Regions from separate parts of the Zea mays genome. Here region 1 is linked to region 2. A link is a contact called in public Hi-C data. All regions are on one chromosome and are shown on one strand. The core of a region is the stretch at or near the end of the contact, and the rest is flanking DNA. Distances in the headings are between cores, read along the strand shown.

The links. A called contact is a pair of places that touch in the nucleus more often than the background predicts.
Region 1: a Hi-C map of ear shows a contact between it and region 2, with 1.7 times the contacts expected there. The contact joins the enhancer-like site here to the promoter of LOC100304325 in region 2. A contact is called at or near these places in 5 of 25 Hi-C or Micro-C datasets (ear, leaf, root tip and 1 more).

The regions. Positions count from the first base shown.
Region 1 is chr8:84,120,795-84,127,073 of Zm-B73-REFERENCE-NAM-5.0, forward strand. No RefSeq gene overlaps it. Among protein-coding and RNA genes, the nearest start is that of LOC109941811, 17 kb to the left of the region's middle. Within about 2 kb of position 4,192, at least 4 of the 20 cell types and tissues checked have an H3K27ac peak or open chromatin away from gene starts, as enhancers often do. A contact at or near this core is called in ear and root tip, where this site is marked.
Region 2 is chr8:84,039,722-84,046,434 of Zm-B73-REFERENCE-NAM-5.0, forward strand. LOC100304325 (OSJNBa0059D20.8-like protein) reads right to left here and starts at 2,552. Exons shown (of 6, transcript NM_001165766.1): 1 at 2,353-2,552.

The sequences.
Region 1 (6,279 bases), core at 2,942-5,441, 83 kb after region 2:
GCGCATCAAGAAGATCATCTACTACTACAGCGATGCGTCTTTCTTTTCACCAAGGGACGACGATGACGACGACTCCTCGTCAAAGAAAAAGGTGGTCAATCAAAATTATTCGTTTGATTACTCTCGCATTCCCTACAATTCAAATGCGCATTTACTTTCAATTCCCCTCGGAAAACCTCCACACTTTGATGGAGAGGACTATTCATTTTGGAGTCATAAAATGTGTAGTCATTTATTTTCTCTCCATCCTAGCATATGGGAAATTGTAGAAAATGGGATGCATTTCGATAGCACTGATAATCATGTGATCATTAATGAACAAATTTATAAGAATGCCCAAGCCACTACTATCTTGCTAGCTTCACTTTGCAGGGATGAATATAATAAAGTGAGTGGCTTGGACAACGCTAAGCAAATCTGGGACACCCTCAAGATATCTCATAAGGGAAACGACACCACTATGATCACAAAGATGGAATTAGTGGAAGGCGAGCTGGGGAGGTTCGCAATGATCAGGGGAGAGGAGCCAACTCAGACCTACAACAGGCTCAAGACTCTGGTCAACAAGATCCGAAGCTATGGAAGCACAAGATGGACGGATCATGATGTCGTCCGACTCATGCTAAGGTCATTCACTGTAATTGACCCTCATCTTGTCAATCTTATTCGTGAAAACCCCAGGTACACCAAGATGACGCCCGAGGAGATCCTTGGAAAATTTGTGAGCGGGCGCATGATGGTGAAGGAGGCGCGATACGTGGACGATGCGCTAAATGGTCCACTACCCATCTACGAGCTGCAGCCTGTTGCTCTCAAAGCAACGAGCAGCAGGGAGACACTACCGAGCAAGGTAGCACAAGTGGAGGCTGCCGGGCTCAACGAGGACGAAATGGTGCTCATCATCAAGCGCTTCAAAACCGCCTTGAAAGGACGCAAGGAATACCCCAACAAGAATAAAACAAGGGGAAAGCGCTCCTACTTCAAATGCGGTAAGACTGGTCACTTCATAGCACAGTGCCCCGATAATGATAATGACCAGGGACAAGAAAAGCACGGGAAGAGGGAGAAGAAGAAGGTCTACAAGAAGGCGAAGGGCGAGGCGCACCTTGGAAAGGAATGGGATTCTGACTACTCTTCATCCGACTCCGACGATGAAGGATTTGCTGCCCTAGCCTTCGACAAGTCTTCGCTCTTCCCCATCGAACGCGATACTTGCCTCATGGCTAAGGAGAAGAAGGTACGTATTCGAGATTCCCCTAAGTACTCTTCTTCTAGTGATGAGGATTCTTCCAATGATGAAGTAGATTACACTGACTTGTTTAAAGGACTAGATACAGCAAAAGGTAGACAAAATTAATGAATTATTTGATGCTCTAAATGAAAAGGATAGATTGCTAGAAAAGCAAGAGGACATATTATATGAGGAACATGACAAGTTTGTTAGTATTCAAAAATCTCTTGCTTTAGAAATTAAGAGAAATGAAATGCTATCTTCTGAGTTATCTGTTTACCATGAATTTGTCTCTAGTTTAAAGAAGTTATATGATGAATTAAAAGTTAATCTAGAGGAAGTTAACTAAACTAGTTCATGTGTAGAGCATGTTGTTATTTGTAATAGATGTAAGAATTTTGATGCCTGTGATGAACATCTTGTGTAACACCTCTGGTGTTACGTGAACTAAAAATCTGACATGTCATCATAAGCATTTGCATTAACTTGCTTGTTACACCTAAAATGCATTCACTAGACCAAAATTTTACAATAAGGTGATGCTGTGTAGAGTAGAGGACTTAGTTAAGGACCTAAGCTTATCAGGAGTAGGTCATCCCTTGAGCAAGTAACAATTTGACTTGGAGTCTTTGAGTGCTAAAGGCAAGTCCTAGAGTCTATAGCAACCTTGTTTCCAAAGATAGGTCAAGTGGAAGAAGCACTAAGGAGCTGGAATAACTCCAAACCTTAACTTGAGCTTTGCTTGGAAGAGATGGTTAAGTAATAAAGCAAATTCTAGACCAAGGACACTTTGGACATGAGCTTGATATACTAGAGTTGGATTTGAGATTAAGGAGAGTCACTTGGCTTTTAGGAGTATGGATTGAGTTGGTAAATCACTAGATGAGAAGAAGTCACATTTGAAACCCTAAACTAGCCCAAAAGTGGAATTCAAAATTCAGTAAGAATTGGTTAGAAGTTCATATACCAAAGTTGTAGAGCTTGTAAAAGTGAATAAATTTCTTATTTGGAGATTTCCAAGTTTTATAGAGAAAATTGGAGTAATTCACAAAAATTCAGTTTTGGGTTCATTTTGGAATTCCTGAAAATAATATAAACTAGTCAACTTTGAACCCTTGTAACTTCTGATCTAGAACCATTTTGAAGATGGTCATTATAACAAAGTTATAGAGCTACATGAGGAGTATAAGTTTGGTTGAGTCGCCGAGCCCTAAATCTATATGGAACATGGAGAAAAACTAATCCAAATAGAGCTAACAGAGTTTCTGGATTTCAGACTTGGTAGAATTCAGAGTCTGAATTTCAGCAATTGGAGCAAACTTTGAGCTATTGTAGTTTGGAATCCAAGAGGTTTTGGTTAATGACCACTATAGAAAACTTGTAGAATAAGTATAAGAGAACAACTGTTATTAAGTTTCACAGCCCTGGAACTATATACAACTAGGAGAAAAAGGTGATCCAAAGTGAGGCTGTCAGGCTTTTGAATTTCAGATTGTGAACAGTGTCTGAAATCAGATTTCTGTGTTTTGATATCTGTTTTAGAGCCTGTTTGTGGATGATCTAGAGGGTTTTGGGCTGTGATGTTTATAAAGGAAGTAAATACCATATGATAGGGAACAAATCTACTAAAGTGGCTTTGACTTGATTCCACACAGAAAATGGAGAAAAACTTGTTCAAAGTTGGACTGGCAGACAGTGTTTCAACTGAACTTAGTTCAGTTTTGAGAACTGAAATTACAGCAGGATGCCTAGTTTAGAGATCATTTGTGATTAATTAAGTAGGGTCTAGAGTATGATGCTTGTAGAGGAATTGAAGACCATATATTGGTGAACAACTTCTTTAAAGGTGATGGACATGATCCTATACGAAAATTGGAGTAACAGCTGCTCAAAATTTGACTGTCAGGTGGTTGGTGACTTAGTTTATTCAGAACTGAAAGTCTGAAATCAATATTTTTAGTGCAGTTTTGGAGCTGTGTAGTGCCTGTTCTAGGTGGTTTTAAACCGAAGTTTCTGTAGCAAGTTTGAAGACCATTTGTTATAGAACAACTTCCTTTAAGTGAGTTGGGCTTGAACCCACACACAAAGTGGTGTAAAGACTGCCCAAAAATGGACTCTCAGTTGCAGAGACTGAATTTCATCCAGCTGCTTGAAAACTGAATTTGCAGTGTGTGGTGTCAGTTTGGGAACACTTTTGTGACCATTCCATCGGGTTTTAGACTAGGAACTATATAACAAAGTTGGAGACCATGTGATGAGGAACAAGTATCCTAAAGTGAGATGGACATGGTGTTGTATAAACTTTGGAGTAAAATGCACCCATATCTCCTCTGTCAGGCTGTCTATGGGTTGTTTGAGTTAACTGAAACAAATATTCAGGGAGCTGGGTTCATTTTGAGCCTATGCAGTTTCTGTTCTGGGTAATTTCGACATGGGATTGTTGAAGCAACCTGATAGAACTATGTTTAGAGAATAATTTTGGTTAAGGAAGAGTGGTCTGTTGCTGCGAAGAATTGGGAGATCAGAGGGCCTGAACAGGGAGGGTGCAATGGAGAAATGAGTGCTGTTTCAGCGAACCAGAGTCTGAATTGGGGAAAATTGAAGAAGAATCTCGTCTCCCTGTGATTGCACTTGTAGTTTTAAATAGAGATAAGGCTTAGCCTAGGTGCTAGTGGCTTCTCTCCCCACCGGAAATATCCAAATTCGGACTGTTGTGGAGCAGTGGACAGAGGGGAAGAATCTGGATGGGCTGTCGAGCAGTAGCAGTTCAGGGTGGAGTAAAAATATCTGAAGAAAATATCACTGGCCACTACGGACTCCATCTACTTCTAGGGGAAACTGAGGATAAGAAAGAACTGTGCTGGGGGCAGGTAACTTGGCACAGCCTTATCACCCCAAGGATAGGATTGGAGATGTGAACTCTATCCTATGTGTTAGCTGTCTGTCTGCTTGGTGGTGTGCTGTCCCTGGGCGTTTTGGCCACCACTGCTGTTCCACTGTGCCTTGCCCTTGCGTGGTGGTCATGCAGTAGGGAGGTGGAGCATATTAGTTTTGTTTTCCCATGTGATAAGTCCTATTAAAGCCACGAATAGCCCATTGCTTGTAATGTCTTGCCATGACAGTTGAAGCCTAGAACTGAACCTTGTGGTGCTCTCGTAGCTTCCATGACCTGCTCACTGTGCCTTACCATTCTTCTATACCTGTGTTAACTTCTTCAGCCACTCATGTCGCCCAGTTGCTTTGTTCAAGACAGATGCTCGACATCGTCCTCCTGTGTAGTGACCTTGGCCACCAGCCCCTTCACCTCACAGTAGCCAGAATGTAGTCGCGCCACCGCAAATCATCGCCGTGTTTAGTTTCATCGTCGACCAGCCAACGTGCGTCTTCCCCAAGCAGTTTCATGCACCCACCGAGAACTTGGACTGTCAGGTTTGTTGGCCTCAATTTTTATTCAGAACTGAAACCTGAAATTGCAACGTTGGGTGCTCAGTTTGGAAGTATTTTGTGACCAATCTGAGTAGTTTTAGACTATAGTTGCTATAGAAAACTTGAAGACCAGTGTTAGGGTAGTAAAGTTTGGTGAAGATTATGCCCTTGACACTACTTAGAGCTGGGAATAATTAGTGCCTAAAGGTGTGCTGTCAGGCTTATTTTTCTCTAAACTGAATTCAGTTAACTCCAACTGAAATTTTAGTATTTGGTGCCCAGTTTGGAGCAACTTTGTGATCAGTCCACAAGGTTTTGGACTAAGAATCTTATAGCACAGTAAAAGAACATTTGAAGGAGAACAAGTTTCATATAAAGTGTTGGATTTGTTCTTATGTGAAAATTAGAGTAAATGAGGTTACAAATCCTTGCGACAGACTTAATGGGTGTCTGTTTCAGTTAACTGAAACTGGTTGCAATGAATGGTGTCAGCTTTGAAGCATTATAGCATTGAATCCATGAGTCTTTAGTTGTTGGTCATTATAGCAACCTTGTATATCTGTTCTAGGAGCACAAACTTGATTAAGCTATTTGACCTTAGAGCTATACAAAACTAGGTGTAAATCTTGCTCAAAGTTAGGCTGTCAGGTTGATGTTAGGCTATTCCAGACATCTGAAATTGGACATTTCAGTATGTTGGCTCAACATTGGAGTTTCCTTGGTGTTGTTCTGTGCAGTTAGGAGATATATTTTGTGTAGCAAAATTGGAGACCAAGTATTAGTAAGCAAGTTTACTTGTGGAAGCTTGGCTTGGTACTATATAAATTTGGAAGTTTATGGTGTCCTAACTAGCTCTGTCAGACATGTGCAATGCAGACCAGCTTCAGTTACTATCACTATGGTCCAGTGTTTTTCTCCTTACTTTGGGGCTTTGTGTGTTCTAGTCTCTTGATAGCCATAGCTTGTAGGGTTCAATGTTAGAGAGTTAGATCCTTGCTTAAGGTATTGGTGGAATACTTGGATATAGATACATGGTCCCTTGCATGGTTGAAGAGTTTGGTTATGTTATTAGAGTATTTAGAGTCTTTGTGCTAGTAAATCCTTTGTTTTGTGTTTGGTTACACCTTTGAGAGAAAGTATAGTCTTGTGATGTTTTATAGTATTTTATTTGCAAGAAGCATAAGCATTCATGTTCATATCATTTCATGTAGAGCTCCCAGCAGAAGGAGTGTAAATTAAAGATGAAGTGGTCGTGGAAGAGAAGTTTGCTCCAGTGCCTGTTCATCAAGTGGATGGAGCTATCTAACTGGTTATTGGGTAGAAGATCTAGAACCTCTTCACTGCAATAAGGCAAGCCCCGGTGCATTCAACCCCTTCTCTGTGTTTTTAAATTATTTTTACACACTTTAAGTCTAGTGAAGGTGCATTAGGTTTATAGGAGTTGCTTGGAAACCCTTTGATGCATTGGCTACCTTGAAATCCATTCCTTTTATAGATACTTCTGGTGAAGTATCAAAATATGATTTACAAAAAAATGCTTAGCCCTGCTTTTAAGCAGATAGAGTTTGTCCTTTGCACTTATGCCTAGCTCGGGTTTATCCTGAGGAAGGATGGTCTCTACC
Region 2 (6,713 bases), core at 1,302-3,801:
TACAACCATGAGGGTGGTATGGGACGCCCTTAGCTGATTAATTAGAGAAACTTGAGGTGTAGTCGGCTTCGCCGTCGTGTCGTCAATAGGGTCCGAGCACAGTACTTGCTCTGCCGAGGCTGGGTGTCGAGGTTCTTTCGTGTTGCTTTTGTTAGTCACCCATTCCTGTGGGGAGAGGTACTGTGTTTATCAAACTGGAGAAACCTAATGGGCGGCTATGACCTCTAAGGAATCTTTGTAAAGGCTACTTAGTGAAACCTTGCCGACTCAACTTGTTAGTGTTCGAGGGTTTGATCGACCTGAGGCAAAAAGTGATCACGACTCGTGGGGAAAGTGTGCAACCTCTGTAGAGGGTTAGAAACTGGTATATCAGCCGTGCTCACGGTTATGAGCAGCCTTAGAAGCTCCTTTGATTAGAATTACTCTGGATACCTTTATGATGATGCTTAATGATGATGATTATATTTATGGTATTTGGTATTTCCTCTTGAAGGGAGTACTATATGGGTTAATAACTTGGATTATTGCTAAACTTGGCTCTCTACTAGTAATAAATACCTGGCCAATTAAAAGCAATTGCTCTAATCTTAACCACACATACAGCTAGTCCATTTTAGCCAAACGGGACATTTGCCGGGACATTTGCTCTAATCTTAACCCCCTTCCAAGTTCCATAGGCCACAACACAGCTGGTGGCTGTCCCTTCCAAGCTCTAGTGCCCCTGGCCGCAGCCCGGAGACCCATAATAATTCTTTTATTAAGTTTTTAATTGTGTATGATGGTGAACTGGGAAGAAATTTAATTAATTATGCTACTGAATTGTCGAAAATAATTGTGTCTGTCATATCTAGCGGATATCTGAAACCCGTCTGAAATCCGATGGGCACGGGCATGGATATAAATTTCTACCCGCGGGTATGGTCGCGGACGGATATTGGTTACAACCGCGGATATGATTGTGGGTGGATATTTGCAATATCCAGTCTGAATATGATCTGTTGCCATCCCTAACATCACTGGTGTAGTCTATCAACCTCAACTCAATGTCAGAGCATAGCCAGTTGGCAGCTAGCATCCAACGACCTGCCTCTTAGGCTTTCTCCAGCAAAGTGCGCTAAAATGTTCTATACGCTAAATATAGCGGACGAAGGTGTACGCTACGTCTCCAGCAAGAACCAGTAAAGCGTCCGGTAAATTGTAGCGAGCCTTCGTCGTCCGCCAAATGTGGTGGACTCGTTATCGCGTCGCCGCCTACCTGTTCACTCTCGCGCTTGCTTGGAAGTCACTCGCCGCTCTGTTCTATCCCACGACTCGTCGCTCCGTTCTCCCCCGCGCTTGCCCAGAAGCTTTGAAGCCTTTCGTGACTTGCGATGTCGTGAAGACGGAGGAGTCGTCTGCCTCCAGTGGCGGGAGCCTCTCCCGCCACACCAGCGCGTACAGCCAGACGACATCCCTCGGCCCACCTCCTGACAGCTCGTCAAAGTCATCGGAGCTCTCGGCGACGATGAGCTCGACGACCTCGTCATCGTTCCCACCGGTGCTCCCTCCCACAAAGCAGACGAAGTCGTACTCGCCGCCACCGTCCGAGCACGGGCTAGTGCGACCGAACAACAGGTAGAACACGTGCAGCGTGGCCGCCTGGTTGGTGCTCGTCGAAATGTCTACGAAGCAGCAGACATGAACGATGTTATGTCCAATATGATTTTATTTTAGAAAACAAGGTCCGATAGCTTCTTGTGTATCGAAGCACGGTTAGTAATATAGGTTATAAAATGTAATTATTTTAATTAGTCCCTAGTTCATTTTTGGACGCATAGAAAGGATTTTTTTATTGCATATACGACTGAGAAACAAATTATAATACAAATGTCCGGTACATTATTTTCTTAAATATGTAATAATATTATTTTCGCCATAAAATCAATATGTATTGTGTAGTGTATTTTAACATATGAACTGCTTTTAAGCGACCAATGAAAATTGTAAAATTTGTAACTGTAGAGGACCGAATTTATAAGATGTTGCTGGAGACTATGAAAATATAGAGTACGAGATCTTTTAGAGTGTGTAATAAATATTCCTTGAGAGGATAAAATTTAAGGAATATTGCTGGAGACAGTCTTAGCCCTCTATGGTATAGCGTTATGATTCCTAAAGCCGGTAGCAGAGGCTATCCAACAAAAGTTTAGACTGGCCGTGACCCAGCGACGCCCAGTGGGGACGAGGACGGCGAAGAATCCTACTGGAGGCGTAAGGCAGGCGCGGTCTCGGTCAAAGGAAAGCTGGATCTGGATCGAGCCGTGGCTCTTGAGCGAGAAAATGGGTAACGGAAAGGAAAGGTGGAGGGTCTACCTGGCCAGGCGAAAACGATGGGGAGTGAAGCGGCTGAAGCGCGCAGGGGAGGCAAGGACGAGAGTTGGGCGCGGTGAAGGCGGGAGAGCAGCGACGGTGGCGACAGACTCCGGCGGCGTTGGGACGGCAGAAAGGAGGCAGCGGGGGCGTGCGTAGCTCGTGCTTTGTCTGGATTTTCGGTAGAGACGGCAATGGCGCCGATCCCCCATTCCCGTGACCAATCCAGAAAGAGATTAGAGGACATTAAATCCTCTCTTAGTCAAAAATAACTAGGAAGGGATTTAAATCTCTTCAATCTTCGGAGGGAATTCTCTCAAATCTCTTATGGATTGGTGTAACCGAACAAGCCCTAAGGAATTTCTCTATTAGGGGATGGGTATGGGGAAGGTTCTCCCCTCGCGGGATGTAAACGGGAAAAAATCCTCTCCTGATGGGTAAACGGGGACGGAGATGGAAAAACATTCCCCGTTCCCCGCGGGGACCCGTTAAACTTATATATGATAATGTTTTCCTGTAATATATCATGATAAAAATAAATAATCACATTATTAAGATATAACTCGTTATACAAATATATTTATTTTGATGTGCACATAATGAGTACTAACATCTAACAATATGTATAAGTGACAATGTTTTGTATTAATAATAAAAAAAGTATGTCATAATTATAATTTAAGTGGGGATGGGGATTTATCCCCGCGGGGAACGGGGATAGGGAAGAAATACCCCCCGCAAGAGTTCGTGGGATCCCCACGGGAAAAAAAATTGTCGTGGGGACGAGTATAGAGAGCCAAAACCCGACGGGGATTTCCCCGTTGCCATCCCTAGTTTTCGGGACTCGGGTGGTGGCTTCGAGTTTCTATTTGGACCTTTTTGCGTTCCTCCAAAGCTAAGGCAATGTTTAGTTTAACAAACTAAATTTTAATTCCTGTTATATCGAACATTTGATGCTGGTTAAAAATATTAAATATAATCTAATTATAAAACTATTAGTTAAGTACTCATGTGTTGTTATAGTTTCTATATATCACATAAATAAATTTTATTTAAATAAAACAATACTAACCATAAAGATGTCATTGTTAAGTTGCAATGTACTCTATGTTATCATAACTGAGATGTTTAACCCTTTTTCTAGAAAAAACATAATTGAGATGTTTAACCGTTTTTTCCACACAAAAAACATGTGATGTCCGACTATGCAAAACAAGAAGACATGTGTCATCCAGATTCAACACAACAAAAAATGGTGATATGTTACATTATCTAGGTTGATCTAATTAACTTAATGGAGTCCAAAGGCACACTTCAAATAACACTTAATGAACTATATAGGCCAAGAACAATAGTCGCTTCTTTGCATACAAGCTTGAACACAAAGCTATTGGCTTAGATAATACAGGATGTTAGGAGAAACTTAGGGCGTGATTGGTTGTCGTGCTCGCCCCGTCCAAGCTCATGTCGTGCGTTGACCGCATGCAAACCGGTGATTGGTTACCTGAACGCTTGGATGCCAGCCTGCGCGTGTAGATGCAACTTGGGTGTTTTTTCATGTGTCTGCTTGCGCGCGTGGAGATGTGGGGAGAGAGCTTCCCTAGCCGCCAGGCCGCCGCGAGCCTGGCACCCGCGAACATGCCAACCAAACATGACATTATTGTATATGACATTTAGTTATGTTTCATGTTTCATACAAATTAAGAAAAAGCCTTAAATACTCATACTTTATAGTGCTGACAAAGTGACATATTTCTACTTCATAATGTCTTTTAGTAAACATATAAGAGCTTGTAAGCCAACGGTGTACTTCCTATCGCTTATAGACCAGATTTGTGCTTTTGTTAGTGCTTTCTGTAAGACAATGTCACACCCGGTTTCAGAACGCAAACCAAATGCGAACCATGTACGTGCCAGGATTAGAACTCACATACACAACGAAAGAGATAGGTAAAGCACCACTCTTGAACTAGGATGGAAAAGAGAAGGCTTTAAAAGTTAGGTTCAAAGTAAGCGTTAAGGTAAAGATATAGATATTACAAAGGTTAAAGGCGATAATAGACAGCAGTGTAAGAGATAAATGTGCAGGAGAACCAAGGGCATGAGTACAATAAAGAATGGAGCTAAGGCCAGACTGGCACGTGGCAAAGATGAGGTTACGACCAAAGGCGGGAGAAGTAAAACACCACTCTCGAACTGAGATGAGAGATTGGAGATTTTAGATAACAAACATAATGTAATCACCAAGGTAAAATCGAGAGATGAGAAAAGTAAAGGAGATAGCAAACAAAAGCACAACAAAGACTGGAGTTTAAAACTCGCAAGTGACGAAGAAGGGGGTACGACCAAGGGAAAATATGTAAAATGCAACTCTAAGATTGAGATGGAAGAGATGAGATTTGAAAGGGCATGTATAAGATAAAACATCAAGGAAAGATATAGAGGTGACTAGGGTAAAGATGGTAATAATGAAAAGCGTAACTATGGATAGAGTTAAGGCAAGACTCGTGAAATGGTGAAGTGGTGAAAACAATCGACGGTAAGATAGGTAAGGTTCCAACAGGATGGTTGAGGTAAAAATTCATTACCGAGGGAAGTTATAAGGAAACAACGAGATCACTAAGGATGTGCGAAATAAAATGATCGCTCATGGATCATTAAGAAACAAGGGTGATCAAGGGAATGTTAATTAAAATGTCTTAAACAGACATTAGGGTATGAAGGTAAGCATATATAAAGATATAGGAGTATACAAGATTCCAAGGATACGAGCATCCTAAGACCAAGGGAATAGAAATTGTCGAAAGATAATGACTTAACAACAGAATAGGAAAAGGTCTCAAAAGACAAGAAGGTTGTGAACATATAAACCGGAATGTTTAAATAGGCAACAAAGTTTTCAGAGGTAAGTATTTGAGACAAGAGAATTGAGGAATCTAGGGATACGAGTATGTCAATACCAAGGGAATATAGATTGTCAATTGGTAGCGATTTGATGACGGAAGAGGGACGAATCCCAAGAGACTAGAAGGTAATTGTCAAGGGGCACTTACAAAGATGTCGCAAGCACAAGAGTGAGATCGGATCTAATAGATTGAGAAAAGTATAGACCATACTAGAATAAAATACTTTTGGAAAGGTGATATATAGGAGCACAACATATAATTAGTCGATGTGACTAATATTTTGAAGCGTCATCAAGGATGAGGTGAAGTAACAGTCAATAAGTCCTTAAAACAGCCAATGCTACTCTAGGCTAGAGGTCCTACAGTCAGCAAGGTTTTGATACCACTTATGTCACACTCGGTTTCATAACGCAAACCGAATGCGAACCATGTACGTGCTAGGATCAGAACTCACGTACATAACGACTACATAAATGACTCATCATAGCACAATGCTTCGAATAACAATAAAGAGTAAGTAATAATATTACTAACTAGATTCATTTACATTATATAAATCAAAGAGAACATAATAGAAACGAAGCCAACGTGAATAAACCCACCACAGACAGCTGACTGGGGGAGGTCGCTAGCCTAATCCACGAACTCGTCGAAGTCCTGTGACTACTAGAGATCCACCTCAACGTCTTCTTCCTTACCTGAGCATAGATTGCACCAAAGGCAACCTGGTGTTTTTTCAAAGCAAGGGTGGGTACACATCAACGTACACAGCAAATGTCCCATTTGGTTGAGGTGGACTAGCTTTATGTGGGGTTAGGATCAAAGCAGTTGCTTTTAGTTTGTGAGGTATTTATTATTAATAGAAGCCAAGTTTGAGAAATAACCAACTCGTGAATCATTTCCTCCTCGAGGAACATCATTATCATCATCGTAACCACATACATAAATAGAACCATAGCATCTCGAACCATTTGTACCTCTAATCAAAGGAGCTCCCAAGACTGCTCATAACCGTGAGCACGACTGATATATCAGTTTCATAACACTCTGCAGAGGTTGCACACTTTACCCATGAGTCATGATTTCATTTCTGCCCGAGGATCGCTACTCCCCATTGATCACTTCCTAGGTGGTCTGGCAGGGTATCACTACGTGGCTTTTCCCTAGGTCCTCACTATGTGGATGTTGGAAACGACCACTGCATAGAGACCATCTGGCGTACCCCAAACCTATACCCTCTGCCCTTAGGAAAAAGTCGTGGGACGACGCCCGTACCTAGATCCCTGAGCGAGAATATATGAGCCATAACAGATGCCTCTGTCCCCAATGACCAAAACCAGCACCCAACATAAGACTTCCCTAATTACTCGGCCAAGGGCGTCCCATACCACCCTCATGGTTGCACTGTTTTCCTGGGTGGTCATCCAATGAACAGGTCCTTACGAAGAAGTACTCGGG